Regions from separate parts of the Danio rerio genome. Here region 2 is linked to region 1. The links are chromatin contacts, called in public Micro-C maps. All regions are on one chromosome and are shown on one strand. The core of a region is the stretch at or near the end of the contact, and the rest is flanking DNA. Distances in the headings are between cores, read along the strand shown. Region 1 overlaps arhgap35a (Rho GTPase activating protein 35a). Region 2 overlaps arhgap35a (Rho GTPase activating protein 35a).

Region 1 (5,127 bases), core at 2,404-4,903:
ATATATATATATATATATATATATATATATATATATATATATATATATATATATATATATACAGTTGAGGTCAGAATTATTAGCCCCCTTATTATTTTCCCCCTCAATTTCTGTTTAACGGAGAGATTTTTTTCAACACATTTCTATTCATACAAGTTTTAATAACTCATTTCTAATAACTGATTTATCTTTGCCCTGATGACAGTAAATAATATTTGACTAGATATTTATCAAGACACTTCTATACAGCTTAAAGTGACATTTAAAGGCTTAACTAGGGTAATTAGGCGGGTTAGGGTAATTAGGCAAGTTATTGTGTAACGTTGGTTTGTTCTGTAGACTATCAAGAAAAAATTACCTTTAAGGGGCTAATAATTTTGTCCCTAAAATAGTTTTTAAAAAATTCAAAACTGCTTTTATTCTAGCCAAAAATAAAACAAATACGACTTTCTCCAGAAGAAAAAATATTATCAGACATACTGTGAAAATTTCTTTGCTCTCTTAAACATAATTTGGGAAATAAAAAAAAGAGGGGGCTAATTATTCTGATTTCAACTATATATATATATATATATATATATATATATATATATATATATATATATATATATATATATATATATATATATATATATATATATATATATATAAAATTGTATTTATTTATTTTTTCATCACAAATAATGTGAAATGTTTTAAACTGCCGGAAATTCATTGCATTGACGTTGACATGAATAAGTGAATGATGATAATTGATGTTATTTTACAGTGAAATAATGTTTTTAAAGGTGAAGGTAAATATTTCTTGTGTGGTTAATTATAGTATACCGAAATGAAAATTAGATTGTTTTTAATTATTGAGTGGCTGTCTAACTAATGATGTAATCTGATTGATTGTGGGATAAAAGGGCAAAGTGAGAATTGTCACACACTGAGTAAGGCATTGTGCCGAAACATGTTTTGTTTCACTGACAAATCAAAAATAAAAACTATACGAAGACATTATTTAATGAGTGAGAATCATGACCTTATGAATAGATTGCTATTTAAAATATGAATTTAAACGATGGATTTGTGAGGGGTGTACTACTTTTTTTATTAACTATTTTAAGGTCAAAATTATTAGCCCCTTTAAGCTATTTTTTTTTAGATAGTCCACAGAACAAACCATTGTTATACAATGACTTGCCTAATTACCCTAACCTGCCTAGTTAACCTAATTAACCTAGTTAAGCCTTTAAATGCCACTTTTTAGCTGTATAGAAGTGTCTTGAAAAACATCTAGTCAAAATTATTTCAAGTCATCATGACAAAGATCAAATAAATCCGTTATTAGAAATGAGTTATTAAAACTATTGTTAAGAAATGTGTTGAAAAAATATTTTCATGAAATATATATATATATATATATATATATATATATATATATATATATATATATATATATATATATATATATATATATATAGTTAGTTAGTTATTTACTATGTGATCAAAAACATTTAAATGTGAAATTGACATTGTGCAACATAAGCAAAGACAAGAGACACATTTTACAAGATTGATTTATTAACTATAATACAGGTCACAGAAGGCCTTACTGTTTATACACCATTCCCATTGAGACTAATTACCAACTTCTTGGCATGTTTTTTGTCAATGTAACTTCATTTACTTCAGTATTTTTTTTTCATTGTACAATTTTTTTTTTTCTTTCTTTTGTATTTTTAATACTGAGAGTGGTAACCCCCTCTCTCTGACCTGGTCTTGAATCATGCAGTACATCATTGTTGGCCTTTACACCATTCACAAAAAAAAAAAAAAAAAAAAAAAAAAAAAACTTTAAAAATGTTGCCTCATTTTTTAATAATTAAAAAAAAAAACATAAAAAGAAAATCTCCTCTATCACCATTGACTACTGGGCAAAGTGTCAGACCCCCTAACGTACAAATAAACAACCATTCTGAATATAGTTTTGCTCCTTTCTCCTTTAACTTAATCTGTCACCATTGTTGAAAACCAAAAATGAAAATGAACATAGAACAAAATAAAGTGATGCAGCCAAATAGGATTGCTGAACCAATGTCACATTTTAATACACGTTTGTCATATCGCATTTCGTTGTCTCTCCCTGCCTTTTTTTATTTTTCTCAAAGCACAGTCTTTGGCTGCGAAGGACAGTCGGATCTGAAGGAATACACTGAAAATACAGAGAAATGCAGCATTCATACACAAAGTACCAGGGGCGTATAGGCCACACAGCTCCCGATTTCCCAAAATATACCATTACTTTTGCTCTCTGGGGGCAAAAGACATAGTGTTTGAGTAAAAACAGCCAATCAGAAGTCAGAGCAGATGCCGACCTACGTCTAAAAAGGTTCAGGTCGATTGCAGTTAGGATTAACAAGTATCACAGGGAGAGATATGCACAAAAATGAAGTGAAATCTGCTGTGGATACATTCATTGATCTTCATACACGTGATTGTTTCACAGTTTGACAAAATCTGCTTCTCTTGAAAATCACGGCTCACAACAAACAGACTGTTCGATTGAGTTCAAATCAACACAGGTCATAGAAAATGATCCATTACCAATCTGGAGTGAGTAAACTCACGCAATAGAAAGAATAAGTGCTGGGGAATATTGATACAAGCAACCATTTAACGTCTGATTTTTTTTTTTGTTTCTTTCTGCTGCAAAGTGAATTGTGTGTTTTCAAATGCGTCCAGCATTTTCTAGACAAAAACAAAACAAAAATGTAGTATTAGGATGAAAACGAGCTGAATATTGGCATGCAATACCTGCTTTATCCACTGGGTGGTAGTGTTGTCACATTAACTGTCCCGTTTTTGTTTCCCGTTTAAAAACTTGTAGGATTTTATAAACAATGTCACCCTTCGGAGATCAACTCTGAAGTACTGATTTAGTTAGTCTTGACAAAAAGCTACTAGCTGCAAGCTAATAATTAGCATACAATCAGCGCACCACATGCTGTTTTCACACAATAAACTGCCAAATCACACTAGACTGACTGATTCAAACAATCACCAGATTACTGGAATCCACTTCTCAGACATTTTGTGAACTGATGAATGTTGTCTAAACATGTTCAATCAGCGACAACATGCTCTGAGCAACGCCAACAGAGGAATCACACTGAAACTTCGAGAACTAAAGATTGTTGTCATTGGTCAGCGTCTGTTGGCGCGGTGTGAATTGGCCTTAAAGACATTATCTTTCCCCATAAGCCGTTACTTCCATCCCACCTTATATTTCACCAACAGTTTACGTATTCCATCTGAATTGGTACAATGTTTTCTCAAGTGCAACCTTCCTTTACCTTCCAGAACTCGCATTTCATGGTTAATGGTCATATCTCTCCTCTAAATAACCATACACTTTAACCCATCCCTTACAAGTCATAACTCAGCAGAAAAAAATGGCCCACAAGTCTAGCTAGAAAGGGGGGAGCAAAACTTCCTGAAACATGTCATAACAACAACAATACAACTCCCAAATGAACAGACACCGAAGATCCTCGTGGAGCAGGAAATCGAGGGGTTGTGTGGTTGTGAGGACATTCTGCAGTAAAAGAAGCGTTAGTCTTCCAGCATATTCTGGAGGATCGAGTGAGAGGAAAAAAACTTCAAATCCCAGAATGCTGTGCGAAAGCATTCCACACACATATATCCTTCCCAGCAAAACTTGATCCAGTTTGTCAAGTTCTAGTTTCGATTGATTTTTTTTTTTTGGTCTTTCTTTAAAAGGCCGTTACAAGCAAAACAGGATAAATAAGGGGTAGGAATGTGGTCGTGTTGCTGCTTCAAAAAAAAAGAAAAAAAAAGGGTTTTCAAATCATAATTTGATAATGAACAGTGGTCGAAAGCTACGACAACAATCTGGTGAATATATAGACCACCTTGTCTAGAGTGGTCACTCAAATACGAGTTGAGTTTTAGCCCCTTTTGTCCCCAAACTGACTCCGCTGGAGATGTTTGCAAGTCACATGGACCCATAGGAGATCTGGGATTGGGTGAACCACACTTCATGTGCAGCTGTCTGCGTGTTTGAGGAGCGTAAAGGGCCAAGAGCAGAGCGGCGCTGCAATTTACGGAGTAGCATGATGCAGAAAGAGGGCGATGAAGTGTGGTTGACGTAGCTCTTGACCTCTTTCTTTCTTGTTCCTCTACTGCTTTCGCTTGTGATAAGTCTGGCACGGCCGTGCAATCTCGGATATTTCTTCCATTCAATTAATCTCTTTCAGTGCTCCCAAAGTTGTCCTCCTAATCTCCAGGTTCACAGCATGTGTTGTTCTGTAGGGGTGTGATGGGGGTGCAGAGGCGGCAGCAGGCTCTGGATTGGGGATTGAGGGGTTGGTGGTGGAGAATGAGGTGGGGATTGTTGAGCGGGACTAAAGGGCGGGGCTACGGGTTGTATTGAGGCATAACTGGTAGAGTAGGCGGAGCCAGAAGACAAAGTGGCTGTGGGTGAGGCGGGCTGTCCCGGCAGTCCGCTAGGTGTGTCGGCGAAGGGTTGATTGTAGAAGAAGAAAGCACACTGGTGGATAAAGGTCTCGATGATTGTCTGATAGGTGCGCGTGGCCGTCAGAGCATCCATGGTGGTGAAATCCGGCCTCATTAACGTCGGCCAGAAACAGATGGACAGATTCTCGCTGGTCATCAGGTTCAGTCGGCTGTTTAGACTCACCCTGAGGAAAACGAAAAAGAGGAATAATGAGAACGGAAAGTGGTTATGGGAGTGAGTTAGATTGCGAGTTGCTCTCATTCTCACTTGTTCAGGTGAGTGATGACGTATTTGAAGACATCGTAGTTCTCTCGAGGGAACCTGCGGAGCACGTCCTTCATGGTGTGGAGACGATGCTCTCGATCATTGATTTCTGCAGGGGGCCGAGAGGGAACACAGAATGAGACACAAACACATTTATTTTCTTCATGCTTCAAAGGTGTTCACTTTTCCCACAACAAGTATGGTTAGAGGGTGACCGAATGCACACACAGGAGGTCAGTCAAAGTCAAAACTTAAACAGTTTAAAACACTCTTGATGGGAAATCTAAAAACTTGTGTCCTTTTAATTTCTGTAAAGTAACAAAAGCACAAATACAATT
Region 2 (5,642 bases), core at 2,826-5,325, 76 kb after region 1:
GTGCTCAAATGTTAGCAGGCAACAGACATTTTTAAAAATTTCTATACCGAACGATCCCAAAGATGGTACTTTGACAACTCTAAGCTGAACTAGCATCAACAAACAATCAATGAAGGGACTTTTTAGGAGCTGTTTTTAATAGTAACACTAGTCAGATGCTATGCATTCAAACATTATAATGTGTACAGACACACCCTCAACACTCACATAAACAGATGTAAATGTACACACGATTTCCACACAAAGAGGCAATTATAATTAAACATTGCCACCTTCCTTTAGGGCCGAACACTCCCTTCCCAGCTGCCAATATATTCCACTAACAGTAGAGATTTACAGACTAATTGGCTAGTTAATTGCTCTAAGGTACAGGTGTTGGGAACTGGAGGAACAAAGAGTGTCGGCCAAGCCTTGAAAATCCTCTCAAACCACAAGCCAAACTTAAGGGCATCTAGATTTGTTAAAAAAAATAGCTATTAACATCTAAACAAATAAACAGAGTTATTTTGAAGTTTAGGTGCTCTGAATCAGGCTCAGGCATGGTTCAGTTGGCCAGGCCTTAATCAATCTTAGGGTGCTTTCACACCTGTGAATCGATTCAGTTTTTCCGAAACAGAGATTACAATTGTTACATTGTTGCTCTTTGCTCTTGGAGCGGTTGGATTTCACACTGCAAAGTTTCTAATCGGACCAAAAGAGCTAAAACAAGTCACGTGCGAGTAAACTCTCCTTACATTGGTCAAAGTGTCAGGGTTTATTTTGCAGCGTCCCGCTAAGCTGTCAGGAGAGGTGATGGTTTAGTGGTGATTGACAGGGTGCGCGCGCGCGCGCGCGTGTCTGAGGAGAGATGCGGTGGGGAGGGGTGAGAAGGGTGCGCGACGATGCCTATTTGAGGACCTGGAGGGAGACGCGAGATTACTGGGAGATCATCACTCGTTTGCGGGCATTCGGAGACTCGGGAAACTTCCCACCCCACTCATAATTCTCTCTTCATATAGCCGTAAGCCTATTACATATCCATAAAACACTGTGATATAACCGCGCTTGGATCGGATCGCTTTCTCACTACAATCGAACCGCTCCAGGGTTCGTCTCAATTAAGCCGAGACCACCTCATTCAAGCGATCTCGGAGCGATTACTTTGGCGCGGAACAGAGCCCTGTTCACATATGCCAAACGAACCACGCTAACTGGGCAAACGAGATACGTTCCGAAACAAAAGTGTAGGTGTGAAAGCACCCTTACTTTTCAATGAACACAAACTGTCATACAAACGAATCGGGGGAGAATGGAAGGGGCAAGCATGCTTCGGAACGGTTAAAGGCAACTGTACCTAGTGAGAGTACGCCCTTACCTTAACTAATGAATTTCCATAACTTCTCTAGTTGTTAATGATTACTGTATATTAATTCAAAGAATAATTCAAATAGTAAAAGTCAAAAAATGTATAGCAAAAAGGACAATTTGCTAATTTCTGCCAGTCTTAAGACTCCATGATTTCTTGCATTATAAGGTATTAAGTTCCATGACTCATCACTTTTCCAGACCTTTAATCATCCTGATATTTCTGGGAGGGTTGTAACTGTGGGAACCCTGTGTGTTTATGTGCAATGTTATATTTTAAGTGTTTAAAGCAAGCATGTGTTATATGTAAATAGCATAACCTATGGGAGACCAGCACAGAAGGGTTACTCTCTTTCAAACAGATGGTACTTGCACACATACGCTACACTTATAAATGTACCATCTGCTCTTGCAATGATAGAGCGTGTCAAAGTCTCTAACACACACATGCACACATACTTGCTTATTTAACCTGTCTGGTCCTTTCAAATAAAATTACAACATTAAAATATCTTGTTTTTAGGTAGGCAAGAAATATGCTATTGCACTGCTGGATTATGACGCTAGTTAAAAGAAATGACAAGACCCGCTGTGTGCATGCTTTGAGTGGGAAATCCTACATTTCTATGGTTACATTCACACAGTTGGTCTTTGGGATTTACAACTGTATTTAATCACAGGTGTTACCCGTGAGTGCTTTGAAGAGCAAAGCAAAAAATATCTGCATGAATGAATAACTAATGCCACTTCTATTTTTATGATAGTCATGAAAAGTGCCTGGAACCATAATGGCAGTGACTTACCCCTACCCCTCGTTTTGCACGTTCATATGAAGAGGTAGAGGTGTCCCAATTCTACTTAGCTTGAAGATGCTGCTAATAATGTCTGAGGCTCAGACACACTCTCGCAGTTCAAAAGTAGATTGAAGGCCTATCTTTTATAAACCGCAGCTACGCTAATCATTCTCTTTCTTCTCTTTTCCACCTGGGGATACTCATCCCAAGGCCCTCAGACTATGCAGCACCACTGATTCGATCCAAGACCAGCGACGAGATGATCGCAAGGTTTTCATAATCCTGGACCAGGTCGTATCCTGAGCAGCTGCTGTGGTGGTCATGGAGGAGTGGAGAGTATGAGACTGATTCCTGTGACGCTCCAAGGACAGACGAGGTCCAGCATTCTTGTTTGGCCATAGGAGAAATGGTCATGCCCAACTGAGCCAGGTTTCTCTAGAGTTTTTTTAATTCTTCACTTTCGCCAATTGGTAAAGTTTTTTCCTCGCCGCTGTCGCCACTGGCTTGCATGGTTCGGCATCTTGTAGAGCTGCGCATTGATGGATTTGCTTTTCAGTGTTTGGAGTCTCAGTAGTGATTATTAAACCACACTGAACTGAGCTAAACTGAACTGAACTTAAACACTGAAAACTGAACTACAGAGTTTCAATTTACTATAATCTTCTATGTGAAGCTGCTTTGACAATCAACATTGTAAAAGCGCTATACAAATATAGGTGAATTGAACTGAATTGAAGATGTAGGACTAAGGGGAAGGGCTAGACAGCCCTTGAAACAAAGATTTTTCAAAAACACACTCGAAACCAAGGGGTGCAAAAATTTTCCCTAAAATACACCATCTACAAAGGCAGGTGACGTGTGCAGTTGTTGTAGAGGTGTCCTATTTCTTAGGGGTAAAATTTGAAGTCCTTCCCATTTAAATCCTGTTTCAAGGGCCAAGAGGGTAGGGTTAAAATAGAATAGGGATTGAGCCCAAATAATAAACATGCCAAATGGATTGCCATTAATTTATTAAAACAAGTAAAATTTATGATTTATTTGTCGAACATCTCATCTCAGTTGGGGTATCATCTCACATACTATACTACAAATCCCAGCAGCTTTGGTTGGCAACAAAAACTGGACCAAAAAAACTGGATGAAAACTTTGATGTGAAATACTGCTTTTAAAAAAAAAGTCAACATTTGAAATGGATCAAATATGTTTTTCAAAATTGTCCTAGAGTGGCACAGTGGTTAGCACTGTCACCTCACAGCAAGGTCACTGGTTTCTGGTTTCCACTCGTTTCTGTGTGGAGTTTGCATGAGATATAAGAGAATAAGTATAACAAACTAATTTGGCCATGGTGTATGGGTGTCTGTGAATGAGTGTGGATGGGTGTTTCCCAATACTGGGTTGTGGCTGGAAGGGTGTCCGCTGTGTAAAACTTACATAGTTGATGTCTGACCTCTGAAATAGAGACTAAGCTGAAGGAAAATGAATGAATGTACAGTATGAATCAAAGAAATTGTCCTAAGGCAAGAATAGGCTTTATTTAATAGTTTTAGGACAACTTTGATGAAAGATTTTGAAACCGCTTTAAATGTTGACAACTGTATCTATGTACATGTTGTTTCCCTGACTGCCTTGACCCTCCCTTTTAAAGCACATAATCAACCTCATTTCCATGCCAGACTGTTGATTCGTACTTCCTGTCAGTTGGCAGTTCTGCTGATAACCCGACAGAGAAGCCTCAATACTGTAATTTACATTTTAATGACATTGTAATAAACCTATAAACTTTAATCTCTACACAACTGACATGAGCCAACAAGATAGAGAGAAAGAGAGAAGACCATACCGAAAAACAACAATGAACTGGCAGGGAGTTAACAGGGCTTGGTAGCAGCAGCGGTTCACTAATAGGGCATGTTCACTTTAAGAGTGTTGTAAAAGTCTCATATTTGCCCAGACATGCTGCTCGCTCCTGGAGCAATAGAGGATGATGGTGCACTTTCCCCTTCTGTTTAATTACACAGTGGAAAACATGGGCCGGAAGTTCTTGACGAGAAAGAGAGGACAAGAACTGGGCATTTATGACAACAGACAACTGAAAACAGATGATCAGGGTGAAAGTAAAAGGGAGAGAGAAGGAAACCAAATGCTAAGCGAGCACAAGACATCTGACTCGCTCTCTAGAGAGTGAGAACAAACTATGAAAACACCTGAACTTGCCACGGTGTCAATTAGAGATAACTTTTTTTAACTTGTTGCCACAGTAACTAGGTTCCTGCAGCACTGGCAGATGGCTGTGGGCATTTTTTTTCTGCTCGTTTCCTTCAAAGAGGGCAGCTTAAAAAAAAAAAAACCAAAGAATCAATTTTTTTTTTGCCCTTTTAAAGGATTAGCTTACTCAGAAATAAAAACTATATCCCAATGTTGTTCTCAGTTTTTCTATATGACTGGTTTTAGTCTGCAAATGAAAAGTACAGAAACATTTTCTTGTCACTTTTTCTGGCTACAAAGGCTTGCTGGATCCAAATGAACCAATACTGAATCAGTAATGGCTTAGCTTCTATGTTCAAGTCTGCAATCAAAGTAGCCAGCACATACACAGTTTTTATTGTAATGTGGTTAGCGTTGCACACATTCTTTTAAAAGAGCAGTTAGTTATACTTTCTTCTCACAAATAGTAACCGAGTTAGTAACTGATGACGCTACAGCCACATTATCCTGCAGCCCATGACTGGTTACTCGCTGAAGGTAAGCAGGGCTGAGCCTGGTTAGTCCTGGATGTGAGACCACATTGAAAAACTAGGTTTCTATTGGAAGTGGTGTTAGTGAGGCCAGCAGGGGTGCGCTACCTGTGCTCTGTGTGAGTCCTAATGCCCCAATATAGTGAGGGGGACACTACGGTAGGATGAGTCGTTAAACCAGTGTCCTGACTTTCTGTGGTCCTTAAAAATCCCACAGCACTTCTCGTAAAGAGTAAGGGAGTAACCTTGGTGTCCTGGCCAAATTCCCTCCATCGGCTCTTACCCATCATGGCCTCCCAATCATCCTCATCCACCGAATTGGCTCTATTACCGTCTCTCCACTCCACCAATAGCTGGCGTGTGGTGAGCACACTGGCGGCGTTGTCCTCTGGCTGCTGTCGCATCATCTAAGTGGATGCTGCACACTGGTGGTGAAGTGGAGAGAAAGAGAGGTTCTATGGCTGAGAGAGACACTGCTCACAAACCACGTCAGGGTTCTCAATTATAGTAATGCACATTTTATTGTTAGCAACGGCAATGGTGTTGTAACGCAGGAAATAATTTGGTTACTGATTACTGAAAAAAGTATGGCCGCTTATTTATAGTTCCGTTATTCCCATCACTGATGGTGATGTACATGAAATTCATGTACAAGATTGGATAGGGGAAGACTTGCATTAAATGAGAGTTTACGGCACAAAATTATCAGCTAAAATTTAATCTGAAATAGGAAAAAAAACTGTAAAAATAGCTTACGCTCTTTGGAGAG

The links. A called contact is a pair of places that touch in the nucleus more often than the background predicts.
Region 2: a Micro-C map of caudal fin shows a contact between it and region 1, with 3 times the contacts expected there. The contact joins two enhancer-like sites. A contact is called at or near these places in 2 of 18 Hi-C or Micro-C datasets (caudal fin and an unstated tissue).

What each region holds. Positions count from the first base shown.
Region 1 is chr15:9,772,573-9,777,699 of GRCz12tu, forward strand. arhgap35a (Rho GTPase activating protein 35a) reads right to left here. Exons shown (of 7, transcript XM_001343600.7): 6 at 4,793-4,898; 7 at 1,548-4,709. The coding sequence ends at 4,298. Among named protein-coding and RNA genes, the nearest start is that of npas1, 89 kb to the left of the region's middle. Within about 2 kb of position 3,654, at least 3 of the 62 cell types and tissues checked have an H3K27ac peak or open chromatin away from gene starts, as enhancers often do. A contact at or near this core is called in caudal fin, where this site is marked.
Region 2 is chr15:9,847,961-9,853,602 of GRCz12tu, forward strand. The region is part of intron 1 of arhgap35a (Rho GTPase activating protein 35a); the gene reads right to left. Among named protein-coding and RNA genes, the nearest start is that of arhgap35a, 82 kb to the right of the region's middle. Within about 2 kb of position 4,076, at least 11 of the 62 cell types and tissues checked have an H3K27ac peak or open chromatin away from gene starts, as enhancers often do. A contact at or near this core is called in caudal fin, where this site is marked.